Regions from separate parts of the Mus musculus genome. Here all the other regions are linked to region 2. A link is a contact called in public promoter capture Hi-C data. All regions are on one chromosome and are shown on one strand. The core of a region is the stretch at or near the end of the contact, and the rest is flanking DNA. Distances in the headings are between cores, read along the strand shown. Region 1 has its middle 92 kb from the start of Fzd1. Region 2 holds the start of Cyp51 (cytochrome P450, family 51). Region 3 holds the start of Fam133b (family with sequence similarity 133, member B). Region 4 overlaps Cdk6 (cyclin-dependent kinase 6).

Region 1 (2,700 bases), core at 22-2,521, 560 kb after region 2:
TGGGCAAGCTCTATTCCTTGACTCCTACTGGCAGTCAGGGAGGAAGCTAAATGTGCTCCTGTTAAAGGATCATTTTTATTTTGGGCTGTTTCAACAAGCACAGGTTATTTTCTTTCCAGTGGGCAAGTTTCAGTCTGGCGGAGGCATTAAAAATTAGTAAAGGTGGAAGTGCTTTGAAACATTTGATCTCTTCTCAGGAAACTGAGCGGAGGGGAGGGGAGGCTCCGCAGAAGCCTTGCTGTGTGGAAGCCTATACACCAACAATGAGATTCTTCTTCTTTGCCTCCTGTGGCCTTGAATTCTCCCTTCTAGTCTGGCACAGAACGGGGAGGGGATCTACATCTGATCTAATTCTCTTGGAGTCTTCAGGGAGGCCAGGGAAGCTCAGATGGGGCCAATAGAGAGAAACCCAGCAACACGGTAGTAAATAAATCTGATTTTTCTTGTTGTTGTTTATTGCAGACAAGGCTGCTTTGGTTTGCTGGGAAGTGAGTGGTACTTGTCATTGTTTTCCTGAAGATTGTCAAATCCGGGCTTCTCTTGCCTTCTGAGCCACATCAACCAAGCAAACCATTGAACAAACCCAGGGACAGACACCCTAACAAGGAGAGCAGTTGACATTAAAAAAAAAAAAAAAAAAAAAAAAAGAGTCGTCTGTCCTTTCCTGTTATTTATCAGGATTCTGCAGTGTACTAAACCTGTTTTCTAAGTCTATATAAAGATTTCTACAGTGTACAGTTCATTTGGTAAGGAAGATATATGATTTTAAAGGATTCAGTCTTTGAAAATATTGTGTGCTCAGCTGAGCGCCAGAAAGCCTCGGTGCACTGTCTGTCTTCTGCTTCCTCGGGTGCTCTCGCTTTGATGGGGATCACGTTCAGATGTGTATTATACTGATATTCCCCAGATAACACATCGTGAATTACAAACTCGGGCATCTTGCAGGTACTGGGGAGGAGAGGATAAAGCAAGAAGGTGAACAAACACTCATTAGATGAGAACTGGAAAAACAAGGGTTATCCTTCCAGGGACCACCGCTGCCAGCGTTTATCCCACCACATCCAGGATAGACAAATAATTGCTGTGAGCTCTGACTTGGTCAGATAAATCTGAGCACTGCCTTACAGCATCAGCCCGAGACCATTTCTCCAAAGGCGCTCATCTCTTCCACAGCATCTGTTCATCTCTAATGTAACAGTCCTGTGCTGTCCTCCAGAGCAGAGCTGCATTGTCCCAGCTATGAATAAATCATCGACCCTATTTTATTAATAAGGCTAAGCTAACAGTGCTCGCACCTTGGTATCGCTCTTTCCTTCCCGCAGAGCCTCAGAAATGAGCACCACGCTGCTCTTCCTGTGCCGAGCCTCGAGGACGCGCCTCGAAGGATCCAGGCTCTCAGGCACAAGCTGGCTGTCAGTAGGAAAGCTTTGATACTGAAACCTTGGAGACTATGGCAGATGGGTGAGTTATCCTTCAAGAGTGGCAGCTGCCTGTGACATCCAGTTCCTCCTTGCCACCCCATGAGGTGCGACAGCTACATTGACCTGAGGGAAGAGCTGGCTGAAGAGAGAAAGCTCAGAAGCAGCTCACTGTAGTCTCATTTTTAATGGAAAAAAAAGAGCAGTTTTTTAAAAAAATCCATTGGTTAAGAATATTTTATATTTTAACTCTTTTCTACTGACCTCTACGACTTACTGTTTCCTTGGAAACAAGGAAATAAATTATAAATACTGCTATCAAAAACTTTATCGCTCTTATGCTCTTGCCTCTCTTACCTCTTGCCCCCTTGCTCCCCATTCCCTCCCCCCCTCTCTCCACGTGGCCATGGCCGGCCCTCACTTCTGTACTCTCTCCTCTCTGCCTTTCTCTGCCTCTGCTACCCTCTTGACTCCCCTCCCCAAGCCCTAAACTCTATTCTATACTAAAAACCAATACTTCATCAATGTAGAAAGCTCCTTGGTATAACATACATGCTGTTAGATGTTATGACTTATGTTTTCTATCATCCTCAGACTTCTTTTAGAGGCAAATGTTTGTCCAACTTAAACTAAGCAATAAGCTGGTAACTTACGTACAGACTGGATGTCAGAATTAAGGATGTCATGGCTTATCTCTGGCTCCCTTGAGTCTTCCCCTTCAGGTGGACTGTCTTACAGGGTGATTTCTTGCAAGTCTTGGGTACTCATCTTCTGAACTGTCTGAGACATGGACTTGAAAGACTCAGCAAACAATTTGGCATTTCCGTGGGAAATCTGATTAATTCAATCCTGGGAGCCTTGCGACTTCTCAGATGTGCTTATTTCTAAATCTCCCCACTCAGTATACAATAAGCAGCATCCACCCATGGCTCCACTAACAACACTCAGAGCATCCTAGGGTCTTCGTTGTCCTCCTTCCTGCTCCAGTCGTCCATCCAGTCCTGACAGCCCTATCTTCAAAGCACATTTTAATTTATCAACTTATTAGTTCTGTCACTATAATGCTAGTTCTCAGTCACCATCACCTCTTCCGGGGGCTAAGTCAAGAGCCCCTTCCTTCTGTCTCTACTGGCATTCTTGCCCCCTAAATCTCTCTTCTATGTTTAACTACTTGAACCTTTTCAATTATCATAATTAGTGCCTATATCTGCTAATGCCTCCCACAATAATTTTCTTCCTGTTGTGAAGACTGGCTTATTAGTTGCTCTCCTTGCTGCTTTGA
Region 2 (2,700 bases), core at 42-2,541:
ACTTAACGCTGGGTTAAGTTTTTACATCCCATTGTCAGTTTCGAAGGGATGGTTTTCAAAGCTACCAAATGTTGATTACAAGGGTATTCATGAACTATATTTGGAAGGCTTGAAATTAGTGGTTTGGTGTAGCGCTAAACTAGAGAAACAGTATTTTAACAGCATCACAGGAAAGCGCTTCCCACACTCTCAAGTCACTTATGAACTGTCTGCAATTTCCCTGACACTGCTATTAATCATCGTTATGCCCAATAGCCCACAGTATACTAAACACACAGGGCAGTATCAAGAGTGATGGCCACCGGGGATGCAGCTACCCTTAACTTGCCATCAAGGCCCTCACAAAGAGCCCAAACACCTCTGACAACCAACAGTAAAGTCAGTACAGTGCTCTGCACTTAAGAGTCATGGATGGCCAAGGCAATCAGACCAGCCAAATCCATCCAGCAAGGCCTCCAGTCTGCACATCCATCACTGACTACAAACGCTGCAAAGTAGGATCCTAGCCAGAAGTTCAAAGCCGCTATCACAGCAGAAACGGCGACGGCCAGCACAGCCCCCGAGTTCAGGTTCCAGCAAGGAGACCAGAAAGACCACCACAACAGCAAAGATCAGGCACGGGCGTCTGCAGCCGCCACCCCAGCCTCCCGCGCGCCCGCCACCGCTAGCGCCCCCCGAGCCCGCCCGCTTAGCCGGGGCACAGACTGAGGACCCCGAGGTGCACGTACCGCTCCAGCGGGCAGCTGGACCATGTGGCCCACGGCGAGACGGAACAGGTAGACGAGGCTGAGAGTGAAGGCGCAGGCGATGAGCAGCGTGGAAAGCAAGTTGCCTCCTGTCACCTGCTCCATCGCCTGTCCGAGCACCCAGCCGCCTGACTGCAGCAAGCCCAGAAGTACCATCCCGACCGTCGCTTCGATCCGCCCGGTAGGCTGGGGGCCGAGGTCGCACACCGCTTCTCGGAAAAGATGGAGCAGGAGAAGCCGGCAGATAGAAGTCGGGAGGCGGCCCCGGCCTGATGGCTTAGTCTGGCCCGGGCCCTTCACACGCCCACAGACAGCTCGCGCGCCACCAGGACGTCACAGACGGGGCGGGGCTTCTGGTGGCCACGCCTCCGTCTAGGTGCGGGGATTCTTGCGCCACCGAGGGGACCTGAGGAAGCAGGCTCTACCGTGGCACTTGGACTCGGTGAAGAAAGTGATGGCTGCACAAATGATCGCGCCCCGAGAACCGCAGACCACGAGGTCCCGCGTGCTTAACGAGCACGGCCCCGGCAGCGGGCACGGACGAGCCTGGCGGAGGGATCTCAGGACCAGATTGGTGGCGGACAGCGGCAGAGGCGAAGGCGCTCTGTGATTGCACCACGCGCTGCTGAGGTGATCTCGGCCTATGTGGCGTCAGCAGAGCTGGCGGCCCGGGCACCGCCCCCTCCGTGGGGCGCCCGCCTCTGCGGCTATTCGCGGAGATGTCACCTCTGGGCTTTGTGAGACCAGCCCTTCGTGAGCCCTGCACCACGAATCTTGGAAAAAAAAAAAAAACACTCCTGCAGATGCAACCTGGAGGGTGAGACCATCGGATCACCCGTACAATCTGCTTGACAGGTTGTTCGTGTAGGGCCACATTGCTAGCAAGTGATAGTTGTTTGGTGTGCTGCTGTACCAAGACAAGTCTTTTAAAATAAATACAGGCCATAAAGTAAACTGAGGCAGATGTCCCCAAACTCCTGTTCTGATAGCTGGATCTGAAGCAGGAGTTACCCTGATCTCACTACAAATAAAGCACCTCTGATGACATGTTTCCAAATTAACCCTCCTTCCAGATCTTTGGCAGGTACATTTATTTATTTAACCAGGGTTAAGAGCTAGATTTTTTGCTAAGTTTGGAGATGATTGTGCAGTGATTGGCAAAACTGCAAGCACCTCCAGGAATGAGTAAGATGGTCCAGCCACCGTCTAGATAATTCCACCTAGAGAGCTCACATTTTATCGTAGTCAGTCAGTGAAGCCCACTCATTACCTCTTCCCTAGGGTGACTGCCACCTGCCTATGTAGGAAGTGCCTAGTAGGAAGTCTATATAGGATGGACACTGCTGTATACCAATATCCTCCTGCCTCAGATCAGTCACAAAATCTTGTAACACTCCATTTTTATTGTCACTGCTGTAGGTAAGAGCCTCTTTATTTCTGGCAGTAGTATCTACAACAGGAATTTTGCTCACTCATTTCTAAGCCTGTCTTGTGTGCTACGTCTTGACTTACTGGAGTGACTTCAGGCCATTGTTGAACTTGAAAATTGCTAGGGGAAAGACCAGTTCCACAATTATCCAATTAAAGAAAGCTTTATTTAATACTGGCCAGGAAGATGGACACTGGCCAGGTCCATACCCATGATTCCCAAAGAATGGCCTCAAGCTACATTAGACAGGTGCCTGTAGAGGCCAAGCCCACAAAGCTATGGTGCTTCCAGCCTTAGTCCACTGGGGACAAGCATCCTTCCAGTCAATGCATCTCCTGCCTGTGTATCATCAAGCACCTCCTGTGCAGCTGGTGCAACCAACCTTGTCTACGGAAGTGAAAGTACATGAACAACAGACTCCAGAATACCAGGATGTTATCTGTCAGTGGGCAAGTGGGCCTTAACATTGCACACTAGGAATCTCAAATATGGAAATCCTAAAAGATCAAAACCCTTAAATAAAGA
Region 3 (2,700 bases), core at 112-2,611, 560 kb before region 2:
GATAAGTTACTGCTGAAAATATTCACCCTCTCTTGTTCTTTCTGAACTCTGACTGGCTGGTTCAATTCAGCTGTTCTGGCTCAAATTCCTCTCCAAGCTGACTGGTTCTAACTGGCTTCTCTCACTTTCTGACTGAATTGCTCTGATTGGCCCCGAGTTAACTCTGGCAACCTGTTCTAATCTTCTGGCTCCTTCTCACTCTCTGACTCATTCTGTCTTCACCCGTGTCTAGCTTGTTCTCTTTTCAACCCATCTCAGTAAAACTGCCTCTCTCCTCGCTTTCTCTCTGCACTGCTCTCCTAAGTGGCTTCACTGCCTCTCTCCTGACAGTTGGGCATATTCTATATAGTCTATTTTGTCAGGTTGTTCTCTGATTCATCACTTTGTCTGCCACTCAATTACACATAACTTTCAAATATGGGTGCTTCCTTCTACAAACTAACTTTACCTTCACTGTTTGGGATTAAAACTGTGTTCTAAGTGCTGAGTCATACCACAACTAGAAACAACTGTTTTTTAGTAAATAATACAATCTCAGGTTTCACAGTGTGATCACATATCCTGCAGCATATACCAGCCTTTTTCCCTTTGAATTTTACTTTACACAATGTCTAAGTTACCCAGATCAGACTTGGACTTACTTTGTTGCTCAAAATAGCCTCAAACTCATGATGTCTACCCACCCACCCCTCACCTCATATCCATGAGGTCTGGGGAAAGGCTAAAGGATTTTCTTCAGTATAATGAAAGTCCCATATTTCCATTTTCTAAAATTTCAGAAAGGATTCTGATCGATTTTATTCCTGATGCATTCATGTTGACATGAATCCATAAGTCACTTTTTCTAAGCCTGTGAATAGTCAGAGAATATGGTGTATTAATTAGTCTCTAGAGTCTAGACCACTTCTGAAGTTTAAGTCCAATCCAGATAATCCCATAGCACCAAAGCAGTAAAGTCTAACCTGTGTGTGTTTATCTCCCCCTATGAGTTAATAAACACACCCCTTAAAGATAAGGATTATGTCTTAACTATATTTGACTGGTCCCAGACTCATTTTTTTAAGTTTTATGACAATTTTTTCCATTAGACTTACTTTATGTGTTTGCCTACAGGTGTGCAGTGCGTGTGCCTGGTACCCACAAAGGTCAGAAGAGGGCATTGGATACCCAGGAACTGAGTTACCGATTTGACTACAGAGTGGGTCCTGCTCAGGAATGGTTAAGTGGGTCACAGGAATCCTGCTGCAGCTCCTGGGAACCGCAGGCGGTCGCTAGCGCCGGGCTGTCCTCCGCACCACCAGGGGGCGCCGTGGCGCATACGGTCTCCCCGGATTGGCGGGGCGCCGCTCTCTGGGCGGGGCATAGAGGTGGTAAGAGGACTCGCGGCGGGCCGCTTCGGCTTCTTCTCGGGCCTGCTCCCTCGGCGGCTTCCCGCGCCTTCAGCCGGCCACCATGGGGAAACGGGATAATCGCGTGGTGAGTATTCGGCGGGGAAAACGGAGCAGTGAGGCGGGGCCGGGCGGCAGGCGAACGAGCGGAAGCCGTCGCCCGTCGCGGCGGGGCTGGCGGCCGCGTCGCACTTGGGGCCCCGAGACCCCGCGCCGTGCGATGCGCGTGCGCCTTGCCGGTCCTCAGCGTCCTGCTCGGCCGACCCTGGGGCCTGTCGCCCCGCAGCGGTAAGGGCTGTGAGCCGGAGCCGCCGGTGCCGAGAGGCCCAGACCCAGCGCAGCGGGACCACGGGGATGGGGGTGGGGGACAGGGATGAGGGCTTTGGGGTACTCTAGACTCCAGTGCCCTCGGAAGTTAGTGACTTCTGAACCCAAGTTTCTACCTGTGGGAATGGGAGTCCTCCTTAGTCACCGCTTGACCACAAAGGCAACTGCCCAAGCGAACGCGAGTGGGTACCTAAAGAGCTGCCCGGGAAATGACAGTGTTCCCCGCTCTGTCTTAAAAACAACAACAACAACAAAACAAAAAACAACAACAACAACAACAAAAAACGTCCGTTTTAGTTTCTTGTGGTTCTGTCGTGGAAGCTCGGTGGCCACTAACCTTGCTCGCACTGTGCAGGAATGTACTTTCCTCCTGGCTTCAGGACGAGACCGTAGAATGAATGGAGTTGAGATGAATAGAATAGAATAGACCAGTTGAAATGGTCTATGTGTGTGGGCATCCAGAGTTCGACATAGTGCTTGGACTATTAATGTCCTCAGACACATCTCACCTGATTCCTGGAGATTTTTCTGTTTTGTTTTGTTGTTATTAATGATGCTATCGTTGTTTTAAAGATTATAGGCTTGCTTACAGACATTATTACAGTTTCTTACTGAAATCCAGACTTTCATTTTACTGGAAATTTTTATTTACACATTCCTTAAGGCATTTTCAAAACCTATGAAATTAGTCTCGTTTACTGGAGGGTGTTGACAGCTCTGTACTGTTCTGTTCTGTTGTCATCGCACAATATGTTCTAGTAGCATTTTGTTTGCACTTAAAAGATTCTAAGACTGAAAACATTACATCAAAAGGTGGGAGGTGTTGGAGATGTAATGGAGAACTAATACTTAGGGCAGGGTAAGGATGCTTAAACTGTGACCAGAACTTGTATCATTTGCTACTTGGTTCAGTCCTCATGGATCTTGATATCTCCCCCAGCCCCCCACACCACCACCAGCCCCAAAGTCTCACTTTTTAACAGGA
Region 4 (2,700 bases), core at 71-2,570, 610 kb before region 2:
GCACCCTTTAGCAAGCACGTGAAGCCCACGCTGTCCTCGTAGGACAAAAGGGAAGACACCTCCTTTAATAACTGACTTCCTTTTTTTCTTTTAAAGATTTGTTTACTTATTTTATGTGAGTACACTGTTGCTCCCTTCAGACACACCAGAAGAGGGCCTCAGATCCCATTACAGACAGTTGTGAGCCACCATGTGGCTGCTGGAAATGGAACTCAGATCCTCTGGAAGAGGCATCAGTGCTCTTAACCACTGAGCCATCTCTCTAGCCCACTGACCGACTTTCTTTTACCCTACCTGGTCAGCCTGGCAGGGCAGGCATCATATTGGTCTTCCCGTTCTGGGTTCCCTTAAGTCAGCACCGTGAAGAACAAGGACATCCTGACCTGCCATGTACTGAAAAGGCAAAGAAAAAGACTTCTGAGTACTGTGTGGCCAACCCAATCTACTGCTCGGTGGACCAGGAGACGCTGGCTCCTCATTATCCTGTTACAACCAGCGAGTGAGAGTTACCTGGCCTTTAAAGCATGCTTATTGATGGTATTTGGCTCGTTGGTTTCTCCTTGAGTCAGGCTGAGTCTCCATTATGGAACAGTCCCCTGCAGCCCCGTGTGTTAGAACATTTGGTTCTCACCTGGTCTGCCTGTTCTGAGAGGTGGTGGGACTGTGACCTGGCTAACAGAAGTCATTCATTGAGGCTGGAGGCTTGCATCCTACCGAACACTCTGCCGATGTGAGAAGTAACAGACGCAGCCGTTCCTGTCCGCCTTCCTCACCGTGATGAGCTAGCTGCCTTCCCCGAAACCAGGAGCCAACATAAATCTCCCTCCAGGTTACCTTTCTGCCTCTGAGTTTGCCTATTGTGGTGATGAAAGTCACTGGCGCATGTTCACCAGCAGTCACCTGGCATTATCTGGAGGACACAGGACAGTGAGGCGGTGGTGTGAGCCAGCTTTGCAGCCTCCAGTCCCCTCTTGTATCACTTCCTACCTGGGTGACTGTGCCCAACCATCCCTCGACCTCAGTCTCAAGTATTAAAGCGAGAGCACTCAAGCGTAAATCCCACACAGTGGTGCAAAACGGCACTCATGCAGCATTTGGCTTTCTCTTCTGGATTTATATACTCAGTATCGGTGATTATGTTGTCTGTGTTGCTACACCATCATCTAGAGCAGGATAGCATTATCATTGCTAACATCAGGCATGAGAAGAATTCGAAGTCAAAAAGTCTTGGGCCCTGCAGCACTGAGATCCTAGACAGTACCCCAGTCCTAAGTATCAGACTTAAACTTGGGCCACAGCACACTAAACAGTGTGGCCGGGTGACTCATTAATGAAGTCATGCCTAGTCACTCTGGGGCTCTTCCTGGTCCTGCCCCATCTGCCCCACCACAGCTTCTGCAAAGGCCAGAGCCAAGCCTAGAATCTGGCAAGACACTGAGTACACAGATGAGGTCCAGAAAACCTATCTAATAAGACTCAGAAACCAGGTGGGACTGTTTGGGGCAGAGGCCCACAGACTGCTGGGCAAGGTGTTAGGGGCTTCTTGCCTTGAAACCCTGTTGCCACAGCACTTCACAGAGTGGCGAGCATAATCCCCAAGGCCATTGTAGACTCTTGTTCTGAGCCACAGGAAGAAATGCCTCACATTTAGCTTGTAGGGGAACTCCGAACAGTCAGCAAGAATTTCTTCTGAGAAGGACAGAAATGACTATCTCCCTGCCATTCAGTGTCTTCAGCCTTCTGAGACGGGAGCAAGCACACGTTTGTCTATGAGACCAAGGAGCACAGAATGTGCTAGAACTGTGTCATGCCTACAGCTGTGTCTCTGGCTGACTGGCTTCAGTCAGGAAAAGACCAATGGTTGTCTGTGGACCGTCACTAGACACTGCCTTCCAAACTGATTGATGAGACAGCTGTGCCCTGTCCCGTCTCAAATGGAACTCCGTGCAGAGATCCCTTTTATTCTCATATTTCTGAAGCATGTTGAACCAGAAAGCTGCATTTGAAAAAATAATAACAATATAAGTTGGGTGTGGTAACACATGCCCGTAATCTTAGCACTTGGAGGGAGGAAGCAGGAGCAGTAGAAGCACAACTTCAATGCCATCTTTGGCTAACTGGCTTGTTTGAGAGCAGCATGGGATACTTGACATCTAGCCTCAGGAACAGCCTTTAAAAGTACCTCATAATGTGTATATTATATATGTTATTTTATGTAAGGTTGTTTTTGATTATGTGTGTAGGGTGTATGCACCTGAATGCTGATACCTACAGGAGAAAGAGGCATCTGGCCCCCTCAGAACCGGAGTTATAGTCTTCTGTGAGCTTCTGTGGGTACTGTGAGCATGACACACTCTTAAGGACTGAGCCATCTCTCCAACCTGAGGTTGACTTTAATTACATGCATTGCATACTCTCATTTGACAGCGACAATGTGGTTATTATAGAACATTTTAAAAATACAGGCCTAGAGTGTTCTTTTTTGTACCAGAAAGTAAAGACAAAATTTTGCAAATGTCACAGGTTTTAACTTGAAGGAGTGGGTACATACCTCTGAGGTATTTTGGATATCAAACTACATAATTATATTAAACAATTATAAGCCATCAAATAAGATCAAGTTTATACTGATGTAAAGAAATGGAAGATAAGTCACTGTGTTAGGGTAGAAGAGATGATGGTGTTGGACATTTGATAATT

The links. Promoter capture Hi-C pulls out the DNA fragments that hold promoters and counts their contacts.
Region 1: a promoter capture Hi-C map of the 3T3-L1 cell line shows a contact between it and region 2, with 3 times the contacts expected there. The contact joins the enhancer-like site here to the promoter of Cyp51 in region 2. A contact is called at or near these places in 4 of 39 promoter capture datasets (the 3T3-L1 cell line, cranial neural crest and hippocampal neurons) and 3 of 115 datasets of contacts at active chromatin or transcription factors (the NIH/3T3 cell line, embryonic forebrain and embryonic hindbrain).
Region 3: a promoter capture Hi-C map of pre-B cells shows a contact between it and region 2, with 5 times the contacts expected there. The contact joins the promoter of Fam133b here to the promoter of Cyp51 in region 2. A contact is called at or near these places in 5 of 39 promoter capture datasets (the C10 cell line, liver and pre-B cells), 2 of 484 Hi-C or Micro-C datasets (CD4 T cells and regulatory T cells), 2 of 115 datasets of contacts at active chromatin or transcription factors (memory CD8 T cells and pro-B cells) and 1 of 9 other capture datasets (liver).
Region 4: a contact with region 2 is called in a promoter capture Hi-C map of pre-B cells, with 2.5 times the contacts expected there. The contact joins the enhancer-like site here to the promoter of Cyp51 in region 2. A contact is called at or near these places in 3 of 39 promoter capture datasets (the C10 cell line, liver and pre-B cells) and 2 of 115 datasets of contacts at active chromatin or transcription factors (CD8 T cells and pancreatic cancer cells).

Annotation. Positions count from the first base shown.
Region 1 is chr5:4,665,305-4,668,004 of GRCm38.p6, forward strand. No RefSeq gene overlaps it. Among named protein-coding and RNA genes, the nearest start is that of Fzd1, 92 kb to the right of the region's middle. Within about 2 kb of position 1,272, at least 6 of the 459 cell types and tissues checked have an H3K27ac peak or open chromatin away from gene starts, as enhancers often do.
Region 2 is chr5:4,103,406-4,106,105 of GRCm38.p6, forward strand. It overlaps Cyp51 (cytochrome P450, family 51), which reads right to left and starts at 1,292. Exons shown (of 10, transcript NM_020010.2): 1 at 729-1,292. The coding sequence starts at 902.
Region 3 is chr5:3,542,472-3,545,171 of GRCm38.p6, forward strand. It overlaps Fam133b (family with sequence similarity 133, member B), which reads left to right and starts at 1,362. Exons shown (of 11, transcript NM_001042501.1): 1 at 1,362-1,476. The coding sequence starts at 1,453.
Region 4 is chr5:3,493,206-3,495,905 of GRCm38.p6, forward strand. All of the region lies in intron 5 of Cdk6 (cyclin-dependent kinase 6), which reads left to right. Among named protein-coding and RNA genes, the nearest start is that of Fam133b, 49 kb to the right of the region's middle. Within about 2 kb of position 1,321, at least 161 of the 459 cell types and tissues checked have an H3K27ac peak or open chromatin away from gene starts, as enhancers often do. A contact at or near this core is called in CD8 T cells, pancreatic cancer cells and pre-B cells, where this site is marked.